Regions from separate parts of the Mus musculus genome. Here region 2 is linked to region 1. A link is a contact called in public Hi-C data. All regions are on one chromosome and are shown on one strand. The core of a region is the stretch at or near the end of the contact, and the rest is flanking DNA. Distances in the headings are between cores, read along the strand shown.

Evidence for each region. Hi-C and Micro-C count contacts between places; a contact is called where the count stands out from the background.
Region 2: a Hi-C map of CD8 T cells shows a contact between it and region 1, with 1.7 times the contacts expected there. The contact joins two enhancer-like sites. A contact is called at or near these places in 3 of 484 Hi-C or Micro-C datasets (CD8 T cells, nephron progenitors and pancreatic cancer cells) and 1 of 115 datasets of contacts at active chromatin or transcription factors (memory CD8 T cells).

The regions. Positions count from the first base shown.
Region 1 is chr14:70,961,091-70,965,280 of GRCm38.p6, forward strand. All of the region lies in intron 4 of Gfra2 (glial cell line derived neurotrophic factor family receptor alpha 2), which reads left to right. Among named protein-coding and RNA genes, the nearest start is that of Gm34588, 21 kb to the left of the region's middle. Within about 2 kb of position 2,326, at least 56 of the 459 cell types and tissues checked have an H3K27ac peak or open chromatin away from gene starts, as enhancers often do. A contact at or near this core is called in CD8 T cells, where this site is marked.
Region 2 is chr14:71,104,937-71,109,217 of GRCm38.p6, forward strand. No RefSeq gene overlaps it. Among named protein-coding and RNA genes, the nearest start is that of Gm34757, 60 kb to the right of the region's middle. Within about 2 kb of position 2,770, at least 7 of the 459 cell types and tissues checked have an H3K27ac peak or open chromatin away from gene starts, as enhancers often do. A contact at or near this core is called in CD8 T cells, where this site is marked.

The sequences.
Region 1 (4,190 bases), core at 1,076-3,575:
GAAATGGTTGATGTGTTTTCTTTGGTTGGTGGTTTAGTCCCTGGGAGCTCTGGGGATACTGGTTAGTTCATATTGTTGTTCCTCCTATGGGGCTGCAAACCTGTTCAACTCCTTGGGTACTTTCTCTAGCTCTTTCATTGGGAACCCTGTGCTCAGTCCAATGGATGGCGGTGAGCATCCACTTCTGCATTTGCAGGCACAGGCAGAGCCTCTCAGGAGACAGCTATATCAGGCTCCTGTCAACAAGCTCTTGTTGGTATCTGCAATAGTGTCTGGGTTTGGTGGATATATATGGGATGGATCCCAAGTGGGGCAGTTTCTGGATGGCCATTCCTTCAGTCTCTGCTCCACACTTTGTCTCTGTAACTCCTTCCATGGGTATTTTGTTCCCCCTTCTAAGAAGGATCAAAGTATCTACACTTTGGTCTTCCTTCTTCTTGAGTTCCATGTGTTTTATCCTAAGGCTCCACAGTCCCTTTAGATAGCACCAGTAGCTGGAGAACATGCATTCCACACACAGGCCTGTGGGGACCCTTCAGATCCAAATGTAGCTCTCCTAAGCAGACTTGTAAAGGTGTGGTAGCCTGGGCCAAGTCAGAATGTCACTAATAAAAGACAGGAACCTGTGTCCTTTTCTTTTGGATAATACCACATACAAAGCAGTCATAAGGGCATGTCCCTATAACTATGTACTATGTGTTTCTTTGGACGCAGGAGTGTGTGCGTGTGTGTGTGTGTGTGTGTGTATGTGTGTGTGTGTGTGTGTGCATGCACACATATATACATGTGTATAGAAGCATGCTACCACAATTTTCCTAGGGCTTTTTTTCTTCCAAGTCTGGGGCATAAAGCAGGAGTATTTAAAGCTGAAGCCAGAAGGCAGGATCTGAAGGGCACCCACAAGCCCAACTCAGCAGCTTGTGCAGATTGCCACACTTGAGACTCAGAGCCTGCCATTCCAGCATCTGAAGGCTTGGTAGTGAGATTACCAGCTTTGATGCAGCAATTTTAGGCAGTGTATGTTTGGGGCGGAGCCTAGAGAATTTGCATGCCTAGCAATTTCTGGCCAATGACAGTGCTGGTAGTCTGTTTACTACACTTTGAGAAGGGTGTTATGTGGCTTGCTTTCTGCTTACCAGCTCTGTTCTTTCTCCTTTGATCAGGGCACCTGTGGCAGCAGATTAAAGAGATAGCATGCCCCAGGGTAGGGCAATTGAGGGCAGGGAGGTAAGAGTGGGTAGGTGGGTGGAGGAATACCCTCATAGAAGCAGGGGGAGGGAGGATAGGATAGGAGGTTTCAGAGGGGAGGGGGCAGAACTGGGAAAAGGGATAACAATTGAAATGTAAATAAAGAAAATATCCAATAAAAATATCAAATAGAAAAAAAAGAGGTAGGATGCCAAGTAAAATTTGAATTCCAGATTCAAAAAACTTTTTTCTAGTATAAATATGTCTGAGATGTAAAATAATAATAATAATAATCATAGTAATAGTAATAATAACAAAATTTATCTGAAATTCAAATGAGATGAACATGCTGCATCTAATATGACCACCTTTTCATCAAATTAGGGTCAAGTGTCTCTCTCCTGCTGCTTCCCTGTGATTGAATAGGCCACAGCTGTTGATGAACCAGGCCCAGAGAGGGCTCGTGATTTTGGGGCAATCCACCTGCTCCCCTGAGCTCAGCTGAGAGGAATTTAGTTTGTGTGCATTTCCACTCTCTTGATGGCTCTCTGCTCTTTTCTCTCTGCTTATCTGCCTGTTTTTTCCTCTCAGTGATTTCTTTACCCCACCTCTTTTCTGGAGGGCAGGAGGGGGGACCTTAAATCTGAAGTGGGGGACTGATCCGGGAAAGATCAGCTCTTGGCAGCAGAAACAGAATCCAAGAGACCAGTGATATCTCAGGGTCTGGGGGATGAGTGGCATTTTGCCTAGAGGAGGTGGCGATCACCAATTGGCACCCCACATATAATGGTTTGGGCTGGAGTGCTCGTGTGGTTGATTCTCCTTGTGCTGGAGTTGGAGTATGTAAAGGGCCTGAAGGAAATTGACTCCACTTGGTCTCTTGTTCTGGCAGAGGAAGCTCGCTGCTGTGGGTTTATCACAGATTGAGAGGCAGAGAGAAACTTGAGCAATCAAAGGCCTCCTGGAGACTTGGACTTGGCAACCTTCTAAATGGCCCCATTTGTCCCCTTTGCTTGCCAAGCTGCCTTGATGCTGAGAGTGGCTAAGATGACAGCAGAAGGCCTAGCTGCTTCCCTCCCTTCCCGTCCCCTCACCAACCAAATCCACATCCTTTACTTTTGAACAGTATCACGTCTGGGGTTCCTGACACTAACCACCAGACTTCTTTGAGGGCAGTAGGCTGGAGCCACACTGAGATGATACTGAGATGGTGTTTTCACTTTACATTACCCTGGGGGCCTGGCTGCGGGGGCTCTGCGCACGGTTCCTAAGTTTCCAGAGCCCCTGCTTTTTTCCCTGCGTTCATCGTGGCATGGGAAGGATCAGTGGATTCAGGAGGGCAGGGTCTTCCTGGGATCCACCAAGCAGGCCTTTGGAGCCCTCCCTTCTCATGACATGCTCACATTGCCCACACAGGATAAAGTGGTGTGTTTCTGTTCTCTGTGGGTCATGAATAGTCATTTCCTGTTTGCGATTGCCAGGCAGAGCGCTGAGGGAGAAAGCGGTAAAGATGATGATTCCTATCTACATTGGGAGCTGCTTTGTACAGTATCTCTCACCGCTTTATTGAAGCTCTGGGCAAGCGTAGCTTTCTACTTAAGTGGGGACACTGAGTACCAGAGACATAGCCAGTGAGCCTCAGGTCACACAATAGAACAAGAGCTTGCGCACCATCATGTGACAGATGGCTCTCCCAGCAGCTGGACCAGTATCCTTCTTGCCAGCTCAGGAACCCCTCTGGCTACAATCCTTGGAGGGGTCTGTACTCTTTCACCTTCTGTTCTCTGGCTTGCACCGTCACCCCCACTTCTCCTATAGAGCCAGGCTGATCTCTCCTTTGCTGGTGAAATGTCCTAGATATCTCTCAAGTGACATTTTTCATTTCCTCCCATGTATATTTCCACTTCTCCAGCCTTTGAGTTGGTGGTTTTGAGAGGTTCCTGGCACTTCGAAGCCAGACAAATATATGCGGTGTTCCTAGTGTCGTGTGATCTTGGAGTCAAACTTTTGAGAGAGGACAAGGCCGTTCTGGATGCTGGTGTCAATGGGAGCAGTTCAAGAGGCTTCCAACAGCTACAGGTCTAGCTGGAACCCTCAGCTCAGTTCTGGGCAGATGATGTTATTTGTAAGGAACTGAGAGGATAGTAGCATTTCACCAAAGCCCTGTGCCGTAATCAGAGGGGTGGAGAGCCTTGAACATGTCATGGGGTTCCCTTCTGATTCCATATTGATGTGCTTACCATTCCCATCGTCACTCTGTCAGACACAGGCCAGGGGATCTGCTCCTAGTTGGAGCAAAGATGAGGGATAGCTACCATCCATGACTATTAACAGGGCCTTAGAGGATGTGGATGAAGAAATACGTAAATAATAATATTAGCAGTGGATGTTCTTATTGGGAAGATCAAACAAAGCAATGTCAGCAAGTCTCTGTGCTGTTGAGTTGCCTGGTCTAGGCTTTCTGTGTGGTTGCACTGAGAAAAAGGACAAATCCAACATGATCATGGAAAAAGAACCTCTGTGTTGAAGGTTTCGGTGGCTTTGGGGATGCAGGAAGTAGGAGATAGAGTCCATACATGCCCACATGGAATTGAAATGGACTCTTGCATTTCAGTTAGAGGGTGTGTTTAAATAACCCGTAGAGAAGATGTTTAAACAGCTTCATAGAGAAGATGGTAAACAGTGGTTGCTCACGATATAGGATTCTACAGGACCTCCATTCTGCCTTTATGTTCTCCTGTTGCTTCTGTCTGGGGGGAGATTTGGCCAAAATGGAGTATTTGAAAACCCCATAGTGTCCCCCAAGGATGTACCTGAGTATCAGAGACCAGGTAGCTTATGGCAGAAACAGACTCTCTTATAGTTGAAGTCATAAGTCTGAGGTTGAAGTGTCAGTGGGACCATGCTTGCTTTGTGCTGTCAGAGACTGAGAGGGGCTGATGAATGGGGTCACATGGGCAGGACACTCCCCTCTAGGGGGTGATGGTTGCCTTAGACAGGAT
Region 2 (4,281 bases), core at 1,520-4,019, 140 kb after region 1:
TGCAGACATTAGCTGAGAATATGATAAATTCCTTTCATTAATGGCACATACACTGATTTAACTCCTGTGTCATCTACCTACAAATAATGCTTGAAGGGTTTATTCCCACAAGGTCCTCTGACTTAAGACACCAACCCAAAGTACAGGTTCCCTATAATTTCGGCCATTTGGTTACAAAGTAGGGGCTTACCACACCCTCCATCTGAGGCTTGATAATTTGCTAAAATGGTTTATACAAGGCATGGGAATATTTTGCTATGTTTATGTAGGAAACATGTTTACTCTGTTAACTTTGCTATGTTTACCAGTCTTAGGAAGGGACAGAAAGGAGCAACCAGGTGAAGAGCAACCCAGAGTGAGGCCTAGAAGGGTCTCAAGTGCAAGAGCTCTGGTCCTTCCCAGGAATTTAGGGTTGTAGAAGCTCCTTTTCTATTACCATGATAAAAGCTAGAACTGAGACAATTTATAGAAGGAAGGGTTTATTTGGGCTTACGGTTCTGGAGGGATAAGTCTGTCACAGCAATAAGTGGCAGGTGTGGTAGCAAGATATGAATGCAAGTGCTTGTAGGAACACTAAAGAACTCATCTATATGCGGTAGGGGAACCAGGAGTGTTAAGCAAGAACAGTTATTTCTTCAAGCGAAGAAATGCAAAACCTGTTTTACACTCAACAGGCTGTAGTAGATGTGCTTTCTAGCCTGGTGACTTTTGCACAGTCTGGTGGATAGAGTCTTTCTGACGCTGGACCCCTCTCTAGACCCTTCTGTAAACTTGTTTCTTCTCTGTCAATTTATAGAACCTATCTGTATGAGAGGTGTCATGGGTACTTTACTAAGACTTTCAATGTTGTCACATTGGATCTGGTTTTAGCTTACTTTGTTCCTCAAGGACTCTTAGGTACACTTTGTGGTACATGCAGGGTTGAGTTAATCCTCACAAGAATCGTTTACACCAGATTGTACTGTGTTGAAATATGCCTAAAACAAACAACTTGGGGGTCAGATTCCCAGCGACATGTTTGAAATGGTACCAGCTACAGCTACTGAGTTCTGGTGGGCTGTACTGCCTTATTGCTTTCTGCAGCTTGTCACTGCTACCCATGAAAGTCACAGAGGATCTCCTCCCCTCAATGCACCTAAGAGCTTATATCTTGAATCACAAAGGTGAAGAGATGGGGGAGGGGGCTGAGAATGGTACAAATTATTAAATGTTTAAAACCTGTCTCCAGTGATATACTTCTCCCAACAAAGGCACACCTCCTAAACGCCCCCAAACAAGGAGATCAACAGGGAAAAAGAGTTCAACTAAGTAAGCCTGTGGAGGGCATTTCCTTCAACACACCCCAGGCCTCTATCATGTGATGTGGCTCTATTCACCTTTTCTTAGGGTTCCTAGTGGAATCTCCTCATTGGACACAGGAGACTAAACCCAGTCTTTCCCCTCTCCTGTGAGGCTGGGGTGAGGATGAAGGCTCTACCCTCATTCTCCTCTGAAGCATTCTCTTCCTGAAGCTGTTGAGGTGGCTTTTAGAGATACCAGCCACCTTAGCCACCTTATTAACAGACACTTCAGTGGAGGTGAAAGGAACTAGTTTATGAGTCACAGAAACAGCTCCCATTATCCTGCACTCAGGGAAACTCCAAGAGTTTTAGAAGCTCAGCGTCTGGAACTGCTGACAAAACCAGAAAGCTATAACAAAAGGGGCCCCATCCCTTCTGTCACTCAGGACACTTCAAAAGCCTTAAAAGCTCTGTGCTAGGGACTTGAGATGGAGGCCACACGCACACTTCTTATCCTATCTCCATGCCAGTGACTTTCAAAATAGGTGACGATTGGCTGCGTCTTGTACAGATGGCTCCGATATTAAGGCAGGGGAGGTCCAGAAGGGTCCCAATCCTGTCTGAAAAAGCAGTGTGGAATTGTTAGTCACATATGTGGCTGGTGCAGTTGATGATCTAGGTTAGTCTTTGATCAGCGTCATGCTACAGATGAAGTGGATTCTGTAGGTTTGGGAGGAGGGGAGTGACCTACTTCTGGGAGAGTTGGTATTGTGCCTTCCAGCACAACGCTGTCCTAGATCGCATGGGCCTTGGATCTGTGTCCCACTCTTGGCTAGCTTATTTGTGTTGGGCAAGTTACTTAACCTCTCTGTATCCACATCTATACTGTCAGGTGCCCAATGGCATGCTCATAGTCTATTTCACCCGTTGTGAGGGGTCTGTGGATTGTAACATGTAAGGAGCACCCGGAATGGACCCAGCGTCCGCTAGCTGTGGGTGGATGCTTGCTGTCCCTGTTATCTGATGCTTCTTCCTAGCCCAGGTTTGCCACCCACTCTATAGATACCCTGTGGTAAAAGCAAGTCTCTGTGGTCCTTGCTTTTCTCATGTTTACAAATGGGGGCAATGGAGGTGTCTCTGTAGGGCAAAGTTTACCTGGAAATGTTTGTGAAACCCTATGCTCTGGTCCCACCTGGGAGACTACCAGGGAAGACACTGTACTGAGTTGAGGCAGATGACCTGCAAGGAGAGGAGGGATGGGAGAGACAAGAGAGGGGGAGGTGGCTGTTTAGAATTTGTTTAGCTCTGGAAACCAGAAATGAAGCATGCCTGGAGGATGTGGGGGACTTGAGAGCTTTCACTGCTGAGCTGAAGAGTGCATAGGGAGAAATGTAGATGGTGGACATTGCCATCTCTAACACAGTCCTCCCTCTAGGGGCAGGACTGAAGGCTATGGGAGGTGGTGAGCTCAGGAGCAGCAGGGTGGGGATGGAAGACTAGAGTGACAGGTGACTCAGAAGGGAGACAGATGTGTGGAGAGGGTTTTCAGACAGCGTCTCTCAGTAGCTAACCAGTAGCTTTGAGCAGGGAATCTCCTTGTGACCCTGCATCTTTGGTGGGTGAACTCACCTTTCCTTTTTTTTATTGTGCTGAAATACACCTGACATAAACCTCACCATCTGAACCATTTGTAGCTGTACAGTGCAGAAGCAGCAAGTGCCTTCATATTGTTGTATAACCATCACCACCATCCATCCCCAGGACACTTTTATATTCCGAGGCTGAGACTCGGAGCCTGTTAAACATTAACTCACCATCTCCTCTCCCCCAGCTCCCAGCAGCTACCATGCTTTTTTTCCTTTTTCTTTTTTCTTTTGCCCATGAGTCTGGCTCCTTTAGGCATCTTATACAGTAGACACACTTTCTCCTTTGTGACTAGCTTATCTACACAGCTTCACTTTGTGGTTGGTCCATGTTATAGTGTATATTTGAGTATCCTTTTGTTTTAAGGATCATGCTCCATTGGGGGGGGGGGTAAACTGTATTTGTCTGTTTGTTCCTTTGACCAATACTTAAGTCACCCACATCCTTTAGTCCTTCTGTCAATCCAGAGCACTTCAGTTCCTCCAGAACCATGCCAATGTTTGTTTATTGTTTCTTCTCGAAATTTCCCTCTTTTCTCTCCTCCCTGCTTCCTTCTTCTCATCCTCTCCTCCACCCTCTCTCCTTTCCCCTCTCTTCCCTCCTTTCCTACCTCTCTCTTTTGGAAAAATATCTGTGGAGTCCTGTGTTCAATTTTAAGTTAAACCTTCTTAATGTTTTTGTAAAGTGTAGTAGTTATTTGCTCTGGATTTTAATCTTTACCACATTTGCAAATACTTTGGCTTTCTCATGTTCTTTGATCTCATGGTCTGCCTTTTTAGCTCTCTGGACAAAGTCCTTGTGTGTGTTGTGTGTGTGTGTGTTGTGTTGTGTGTGTGTTGTGTTGTGTGTGTGTTGTGTTGTGTGTGTGTGTTGTGTTGTATGTGTGTGGTGTGTGTGTGTGTGTTTGTGTGTGTGTGTTTGTGTGTGTGTGTGTGTGTGTGTGTGTGTGGTGTACACAAGTTTTGGGTCCTACAAGGTAAGAAGAGGGTGTTTTATCCCCTAGAGTTACAGTTATAGGTACTTGTGAGCTTCCTGATCTGGGTACTTGGAACCGAGCTTCCGTCTTCTGAAAGAGCTTTTAACTACCGAGCCACCTCTATAGCCCTGTTTGTGTTGAGGCAGTTGTCTTGCCATGTGACCGAGGCTGACCTCAAACTCATGGTCCTCCAGCCTCAGCTTCCCGAGTGCCGATAATTCACACATGGGCCACTGTACTTATCTCATAAAGCTTTTGACACTGAAGTATATGTTATCTCGTTTTTATTGTGTTGCCTCTGCTTTTGGTTACTGCTTTTGGTGTCATGCACAAGGGGCATTATGATCCCCAAAGTGCCTGGGATATGCTGTGACTATCCAT